2 separate regions of the Danio rerio genome follow, and region 2 is linked to region 1. A link is a contact called in public HiChIP or PLAC-seq data. All regions are on one chromosome and are shown on one strand. Each heading gives the region's core, a stretch centred on a gene start, on an enhancer-like site or on the middle of the called end of the contact. The rest is flanking DNA. Distances are from core to core; before and after follow the strand shown. Region 1 holds the start of ppp1r8a (protein phosphatase 1, regulatory subunit 8a). Region 2 has its middle 72 kb from the start of cited4a.

Region 1 (4,431 bases), core at 1,306-3,805:
CACAGACTTATTTTGTGATTTGATTTATCACTGGGTTTTAATGCACATTTTTAGAAAAAATGCACATCACAATTAATGCACAATGTTGTCTTTTACTTGATTGCATTCAGGAAGGCTGAATTACATATGTGCACTTCCACGATAACATTTACATTGTCTATTATGTAGAACACTCTTTTTACACACCTCTAACTCCGTTTCTTCCTCTGGCAGTCCCAGCAAGCCCTTGAGCTCCTCATCCTCCACTCCTTTACTGTCTCCTGTGGTGGAGCTACTCTGCGTCTGCGGTTTCTCTCTCAGTGTGTAAACTCGTGTTGATGCACCAAACGACATGGTCGAGTCGATCGGAACTTGCTGAGGTTTGTGGGGTTCAAGGCGAATTCTGCCCAGAAACGTGCCATGTGCTGAATAAAGAGAAATGAAAAAGCATGTGTTTAAAGTTAAAAGCTAAATTACTTAAATGTGGCATCTTCTGCACTCACTGCTGTTGAGGTCAATGAGAAACACCCTCTTGAGGTGTCTGTGGTAAACCAGTGCTGCATGAACACGCGAACACGACTGGTGGTCTATCGTGAAGTCACAGTGGTCCGGGTTCCTCCCAAACAGATAGAACTTCTTCTCATCTATAATCAACTTCTGCAAGAGACAAGAAAAAGTGTATAAAAAATAAACAATAAGAGATTATGAAACCTAGTATATTTGTCACAAAATTCCAAAGTCAGTTCATCCAAAAAGTTCTGGTTTGTCAAATTTGAGTTTATTAAGTAAATTAATACAATTATTAAACTCCCTTTTTGCTTATATCTGAGACATTGTAACAGAAATGTAAAGTTTCACTTAAAACAAACGTGACAGCGCCTAATTTAACCTTGTTGTCCCCAAAAAAATCATACAAAAACAAGTATAAAAATATACAATTCAGTGATCACGGTCGCCTTGAGTTCGCCATTAAACATGTATTGCATGCATTTTATGTTAAATTTAATGCAAATGTGACAAGACTGACAGAAACATTGGGACAGTTGTAAATTTATTTGTATTATATATTTGCAGTATTTATTTGTAGAATTTATTTATAATTTTATGTTTTTAATCAATTAATGTGAATGATAACTTAAACATGCTATTTCTGAAGTATTTTTTTCTAAACAACAGTTTAAGCATAACAAAACTATTAAAGCTGTAGGTTAAATTGAGCTGAGGACAAGGACAATGACAGGGTTTGTATATTTGTAGGGTGCTTTTAATAGGAAAAAAAAAACTGAGAACAAAATGAATCACCTACTTCTCGCAGAAATCAACCATTAGTCCATTTTAGAAATTCTTGGGATAAATTTTTTTTTTATCCACTCTATTTATGGTTTTTTATTTCAGGGACTGATAATGTACGTTTCTGGATAGAGGTAAAGTCAGTTTTATATTCACACATTCGTTCATTGAGCAGTCTGTTTATTGTTTACCATGTTACTTTGAACATTTGCTCGGAATTATGCAAGTATGACTTTCTAAACAACAGTAACACTATACAATTCACTGTAAGCAATGTTGTACTTTGATAGTCATTGGCTGCTAATATGATTTCCCTATTTAGAATTTGCAAAAAATACTTTTCTGAAAATATATTATAAAGGAGAATGTCTGAATATTGAATATAAAACCAACTTTACCCCTATCATTTCTGGTAGTATTTCCCATCTACAAGTTTTCAGACATGAGAAACCATCAGGGTAAAGTTGGTTTTATATTCACGTATTAGGACTTTCTCCTTGATAAAAAAATTTCTGAAAAGTATTATTCGCAAATTCTAAATAGGGATATATTAGCAGCCAGTGACTATCAAAGTACAACATCCACAATCTATTAAATAGTGCTAATGTTGTTTTGAAGTCATGCATGTGATTTCAGACCGAATATTCAAAGTACCATGGTAAACAATATAAGGAGAGTCTCACTGAATGAATGTGCGAATATAAACCAACTTTACCATTGAGATATATCTTATAATGACTTTGCACATTGAACGCTAATTGGAATTTTTCCCCATGACGTTTTAATATATTTTTAAACTATTATATAAGGGTAAACAACAACATTCATCACTGTTTATTTAACAGTAATGTTAATTCGTCTTACCTCTATTAATTTGTCTCCTTTAACCACATCCAAATGAAGTCCAGGTGGAGGTTTTCCTGCCCTGAGATTAAATGTTATTAAATTAAATTATTCAACATTAAATACTAAAATGTGCAACGCAACACGAAATAGCGGATCCATATACATGGCACAAATTAGCCACATAAAAACAGAATAAAAGTCCATTCATTAACGCAATTATGCATATTCGATATTTTACTGTGTGTTGAGTTTCTGTCTGCGACTCTTGTTTACAGGGGTAAATTGCATTGTTTGTATTTATGCATTAATGACCTACTAGGTAGCTCCACACACATGCATGCAGGACTTCACTTTGAGTGCAAAAATGAAGTAATTGGTTTCTTATCTCACCATGACGGGCAGTCAAAGCCTGTTGTGTTTGTGCTTGCAATAGCCGCCATTTTGCACAACCGCGGTGAACGCTGGGTAATTACGGGGTGTTATTGAGAATTGTGGGATTTGAAGTTTGTTTGTCAAATCATGGGTTGGCTTGCTAAAGGTATCACTGTACATTCTATCTACACACGGTTAAATAAATGAAATTCTTTAGTATAATGTTCATATTGTTTTCATTCCAACTGGAATCTTATCATAAAGCTAGTTTTTTCTTTTCAATTTGCCTAGTGTAGCTATGTGCCTTCATGCAGGCCCATGACAAAGACAAACGTTTAAACCATGCATTGTATCAATACAATTTTATAATTTTTTGATAAATAAATACAGTAGGCTACAATTTTTTTTTTTTTTGCTGAAAACTTGCACAGCATTTCAAATGATAGACGAAAACTACACATTGTATCAACCTAATTTTATAATTTTATATATTGCCTGTCATGTTTTAATGTGAGAGAAATAAAACAATACAGATAAAAACACAAAGAAAAAATGATATCTGCAAAAATTTCTTGTACAAAACTATTTAAATTTGTTGAATTTAAACAATTAAACAATTTAAATTTTGTAATTCATTTATTTATTCATTTTCTTTTCTGTTTAGTCTGATTACTAATCTAGGGTCGCCACAGCGGAATGAACCGTTAACTTATCCAGCATAATTTTTATGCAGCGTATGCCCTTCACTGAAAAAAGTGTTGCATGCAGAACTGTTGCAAACAATTTATTTGTGTTGAATTTAAACAAACAAATTAAGTTTAACAATGTTCAACTTAATTTGTTTGTTTAAATTCAACACAAATAAAATGTTTACAACCACTTAACGTAAAAAAATTGAGTAAATCCAAGGAATCATCTCTGAATAATTTTTTTCAGTGTTCTAGCTGCAACCCATGATTAAGAAACATCCACACACACAACAGACAATTTAGCTTACCCAATTCACCTGTACTGCATGTCTTTGGACTTGTGGGGCAAACCGGAGCACCCGGAGGAAGTGAAACCAGGGAGAACATGCAAACTCCACACAGAAATGCCAACTGACCCAGCCGAGGCTCCAATCAGCAACCTTCTTGCTGTCAAGCGACAGCACTACTGACTGTGCCACGGTCCACACCACCTAAATTTAGTAATGTTCAACTATTACAATATTTTATTTTTAATTATATTTTTATTTTATATCAGTAGATATACACATCGACTTACCTGCAGCCAGTCTTGTAGAAAGGTTTGCGCGGTGCTGATACCTTGTTTTAGTCTTCACTGGATGCAACGTATTTCACTTTCCATTTTTTAAATCAGTTTTTATATATATATATATATATATCAAGGGATTTAGATCTCAACTGGGTCTTTTTAAATAAGGGCAAATACAGGCCTACTGTAAAGAAATTAGCAGTCAAATTAGCAGTTTTCTGTATTTTGTTATTCATGTTTTCTATGCTTTGAAATTGCCTTATGGGACTTTTTAATGTTAAAAAGATTAAAAAAGTGACTTGGGATTTTTAATTGATATTGTCTGGATTGGGATTGTAAATTACAAAAACGTACAGTGCTTTTTTTCAGTTTTATAAATAATTTAGATGAACCATTAAATGCCTCTGAAATTTTCATCTAAAATTAGCATTTTTTCTCATTTTCTTGTACCTTTTCATTCCCTTCAAAGTGAAATAAATGAAATTAGGCTGAGAAAGATGCTCATTTTCAGGCCTGTATAGCCAGGCTGGTGGAAGAGGTGGTTTCTTTTTCTCGTTTCTCCTTTTTTTGCAGTTATTTCCCTCATTTTCTGTTTAATTATGATGTTTAAATACTGCATTTTTTTTTTTTAATTTTAAGCACTATCCTTTGCTGGATTAGCTTGTCAGATGGCCATATCATAACAAC
Region 2 (4,431 bases), core at 1,293-3,792, 260 kb before region 1:
CAACTGTCTGACTGTCTTTTTGGGAAGTCCAGTTAGGAGGCCATTACAGTAATCCACCCTGCTGTTGAACAACAAAGCATGAACAAGTTTCTCTAAGTCCCCACGTGAAACAAAGCATCTAATTCTTGCAGTGTTTTTGAGATGATAGTACTGTATGTTGATTTAGTTTCATCATTCGAAACTACTGAAACTTGTATCTAACTCCAGAATCACACCAATATTTGTGACCTTATTTTTTGTTGTTTGTTACTTAGAGCCAAGGTACGTGTTCACATTGAAAACCTCATCTCTGTTCCCAAATGCAATTACTTCAGTTTTCTCTTTGTTTAACTGAAGAAAGTTTAACACATCCAACTGTTCATTTCATTAATTCATTGGCAGAGGGTGTCAATAGCCGCATTTCAACTATCGGGCCAGTGCGAGCCAGGGCTTATATCGGGCCAGGCCGGGCCAATCGCCACAAAGAAAAGTCACTTATAAATTAAAACTACTTTATTATTTTATGCAACAGCCTTACATTTTAAAGAGAAACAATAACAAATAAAAGGGTAAGGGTGATCATACGCAAAAAAAAAAAAAAAAAAAAAAACAGCGTATAATTAGTTCCAGATGTTTTCTCTCCCTTATTAATTTATTTGTTTATGTGCGCATATACTCGTGTGCGATCAGAAAACTGTCTCCGCCTCTCCTTTCACTCCGCCCCGAAGCCCCGGATGGCCCTCTTTGACCCAAGGTATTCGGCGGGCCGAAAAAAGCCGGCCACTGGCCCCAAGAAAGCCCCGATTTGGCCCGATTACGCCCCGGAAGTGACAGTGAAAACGCGACTGGCCTTAGCTCGCCCTGGCTCGTTCGCTTTAGGCGCGATACTGGAAACATGGCTATTGGGGCTGAAGTCATTAGGCATTAAAGCTAAGTAGATCTGAGTGTCATCAACATAGCTATGGTAGGAGATTTGGTTCTTTCTCATTGTTTGGCTTAGTGGGAGCAAATAAAGGTTGAACAGGAAAGGTGCCAGAATTGATTTGTGTGGGACTCCACATGTCATGGGTGTCTACCTCGACCTATGGTCACCTATACTGACATAGTAACCTCTTCCTTCAAGGTAAGATGCGAACATTTGAGGACCATCCCAGATTAAGTGCAAATAACTCAAGTAGTTAATGTGTGTATAGCATGTCAGAAAAAAATAAATGTTGCATCAGTTTACTGTGACTATTGAGCCATGCTACACCGAGTGTAAACATTAACTGATTATTATATAACAGTCTGGAATAGTTCAGTCACTACATTCAAGGTATGTAATTCCTAGATAACATCCTCTAAAACTAATAACACAGACTCATCTGGGTACTTTGAATTGACTGTCAGTGAATCTGCTTGTCTGGGACACCACAGCTTTTGCTTTTGACTGTTGTGTGAATCTTGTGACTTAATAATACAGTAGGTCTGTGTATGCTCCATTCAGCCATTTTTGTTTATCTCAGCTAAGCGTTTAATTAAAGAAATAATAAAATATTACAGCTCTAATAAAAAAAAATGTAGCAAGTAGCAGTGGCAAAAGCAGGATAAAATACATGGTGCTGTCTTGTGAATAAATAATGTCTAGGTCTTCCTTTTTCAGCTAGTTTAGTTTCTCTCAGTGTTGCATTTTTGACTGTTTGGCATCATCCTGTGATTGAATAATGTGCAGGTTAGTGTATACTCCATCAGCAGTTTTTGTTTCTGTCAGCTTTGCGTTTAATTAATAAACGATTACGCCTCAGAACAACGTTTTGTGTCTAATTTTATGTTTTGTGTGAAGTAGCTGTATATAAACCATATAATTACGTATAAACATTATATTATGCATAAACCAGGATAATAATCATTAATAAGTGACATAAATATGTAATAGAAGACATAAATTAGGGAAAAAGTACACCCAAGATGGTTGTTTTCACAGAATAAAGCCACCAGTCTTATACAACAGTCCTCATGTTCACATTGGGCTGCTGCTAAGTCTGTCAGGCTTTATTCTGCAATAACAGCCTCCAGGATGTACTTTATCCCTAACTTTATAATGAGTTGCATTGCCATTGTTATGCCACTTACATCCAATGTAGCACAGTTTGCTGTTCTGGTGTATGATGACACCAAAGTGTGTCAAGAGACTTGTGTTTACATGACAAATGTTCACAATCTATGACAGTTTTTTTGAGTGATGAGGTTACAAAATATTTTGGACGATGTTGACCACATATGATCAGATCACTTGAGATGTATCTAAATATACCAGGTTTAAATTGAGTATGACTGAAAAGAACGGCAATCTGAAAGAGGCAGTCAGGAAACGCTCAGAGAACAAGAAAAAGGTGTCACGATATCAAAGAAAGAACAGAACATGTAAGTAAAGGAAAGAGGCAAGAGGGAAAGGGGAAATGGGTTAGGAAGGAGGGGGAGTGAGAGAGGAAGAGGAAAAAGACAGGAAGGAGGGAGGGAAAGAGAGATAGACAGGCAGGGAAGGGCTTCTTTAATGAATTAATGACTGCTCTCTTCACTCTCTCTCTTTCTCTCCATCTCTGCTCAGACACAGACGGTGGATGGTGGGTGAATGGAGGGGGGGATATAGAGCAGCGCCGCCGATGAAATAATAAATAAACACATGAATAAGTGAAGAGATACACATGAGGCGCAGCACTCACGCAGGAAGATGGCTGTCTCACTCTCTCTGCCTCTCTCTATAGTTCCATCTCCTGAGTGATGGGCTCTAACTTCAAGCAGCTGGAAGTGTTGAAATATTTAGCGATCACAGGGAAAGGGTGAATGCTAATTTCGGGCAGTCCTATGCGCCGTCTAGCTGCACCATCCGCCGGGTCTCTGGTGACCTTGTGCTTGGCGAGGGGGGAAGAACTTTGGGCATGCTAACAAGATGGGAACCAACTAGCGCCCAAGTTACAAATGTGCACAGCGCCATGTGAAAACAGGCCGCAACGGTCACATTTCTGTTAGCGTCGATGGCCAATCTAAAGCTCGTTTCAGAGGCAAATGAGCTCCTTTGAAGTAACTCTTCTACAATGGCTTCCCAACACTGGCACTATTGTTTTATACGTGCTTACGTAACATTGCATGACTGTCAGGTCAACTGACTTGACACAGATTTGGTACATGTAACTGGCAAGCATACAAATGAGTCAATAAACTAAACATGTCAGACATAATAGTGAGATTAAACCAGATGGCATATCAGTTGTAAAAAAACCCACCAACAATAGAATAAATGTCGCTCACAATGACACATTGTGGGTTGTAACCGTTTAAACAGTATAGTGCAGGTGTATGCTTTAAATTTACAAATAATACATTCAAATGAATTCATGGTTTACTTAGCCTTATGTCACTCTAAGCTTGACATTATTTAACTGTGCAGATGAAAGTCTCGTGCCAAGTGTGATGATGCCAGTGTTGCCATCGCTTGCATGCTTTGCTGTTGATCACAACGAAATTTGTTTTGAAGTGTGAATCAAATTTGCAAAAGAAAAATTATTTATTCCATCAGTACTTAATCAAAATAGTCTGGTTCCCCAGAAAAAAAAAAATCTAAAATTTTTAAGATACATATATTTTTATAAAATATTAAAATACGAAATATGTTTTTAATTAAATATATTTTTTTACAAATCTCTTTGGAAAGGTTTAAAAAGCAATGAGAAAGAAATAAAATAATAAATTAAGATATACAGTATTTATGAGAACACAGCTTGTCTTGTGCACTAAATGTTGCTTGTTTTTAGGATTATTTTTGATTATTATTATTTTTTTTGACAAACAAGGCCAGCATACTGATTAAAGAATTAAATCACGAAAAAAACATATCTTAGTCACCCACTAAAATATATATATATATATATATATATATATATATATATATATATATATATATATATATATATATATATATATATATATATATATATATATATGTTCTTCTTGTGTTTTCTCCGGGTGCACTGGTTTCCCCCACAGTCCAAAGACATGCACTATAAGTGAACTAAATCGGCCGTAGTGTGTGTGTGTGTGTGTGTGTGTGTGTGTGTGTGTGTGTGTGTGCGTGTGTGTGTGTGTGTGTGTGAATGCAATAGTGTACAACAAGACAGATTTATTAAACAGATATATTTACTAAAATAACATTTTAGTCACCATACATATTTAGAATTTAAAAAATAATACAACTAAATTCAAGCAATATATTGCAAATCAATATACAACCTACAAAATGTTATACATATTCATACTTTTTGCTTCTCTTGATTTTTCTTCTTTTTAAAAAAAAAAACATGTAATTTTTTTCTATAACATAAATTTAGGTGTGCTAGTTTTTGGACTGTTATCATAAGTTGCACAAATATAATATTGTCTAGCTATTGAAATATGAATTTTTGAGAGAGATGTACT

What was found. HiChIP or PLAC-seq counts read pairs in DNA pulled down with a chosen protein or histone mark.
Region 2: a contact with region 1 is called in an H3K4me3 HiChIP or PLAC-seq map of embryo, with 4 times the contacts expected there. The contact joins the enhancer-like site here to the promoter of ppp1r8a in region 1. A contact is called at or near these places in 4 of 18 Hi-C or Micro-C datasets (caudal fin, embryo, hematopoietic stem cells and 1 more) and 2 of 4 datasets of contacts at active chromatin or transcription factors (caudal fin and embryo).

Annotation. Positions count from the first base shown.
Region 1 is chr19:16,678,543-16,682,973 of GRCz12tu, reverse strand. It overlaps ppp1r8a (protein phosphatase 1, regulatory subunit 8a), which reads right to left and starts at 2,555. Exons shown (of 7, transcript NM_001100952.1): 1 at 2,506-2,555; 2 at 2,134-2,194; 3 at 483-636; 4 at 187-404. The coding sequence starts at 2,555. All of the region lies in intron 2 of ftr55 (finTRIM family, member 55), which reads left to right.
Region 2 is chr19:16,940,357-16,944,787 of GRCz12tu, reverse strand. No RefSeq gene overlaps it. Among named protein-coding and RNA genes, the nearest start is that of cited4a, 72 kb to the left of the region's middle. Within about 2 kb of position 2,542, at least 4 of the 62 cell types and tissues checked have an H3K27ac peak or open chromatin away from gene starts, as enhancers often do.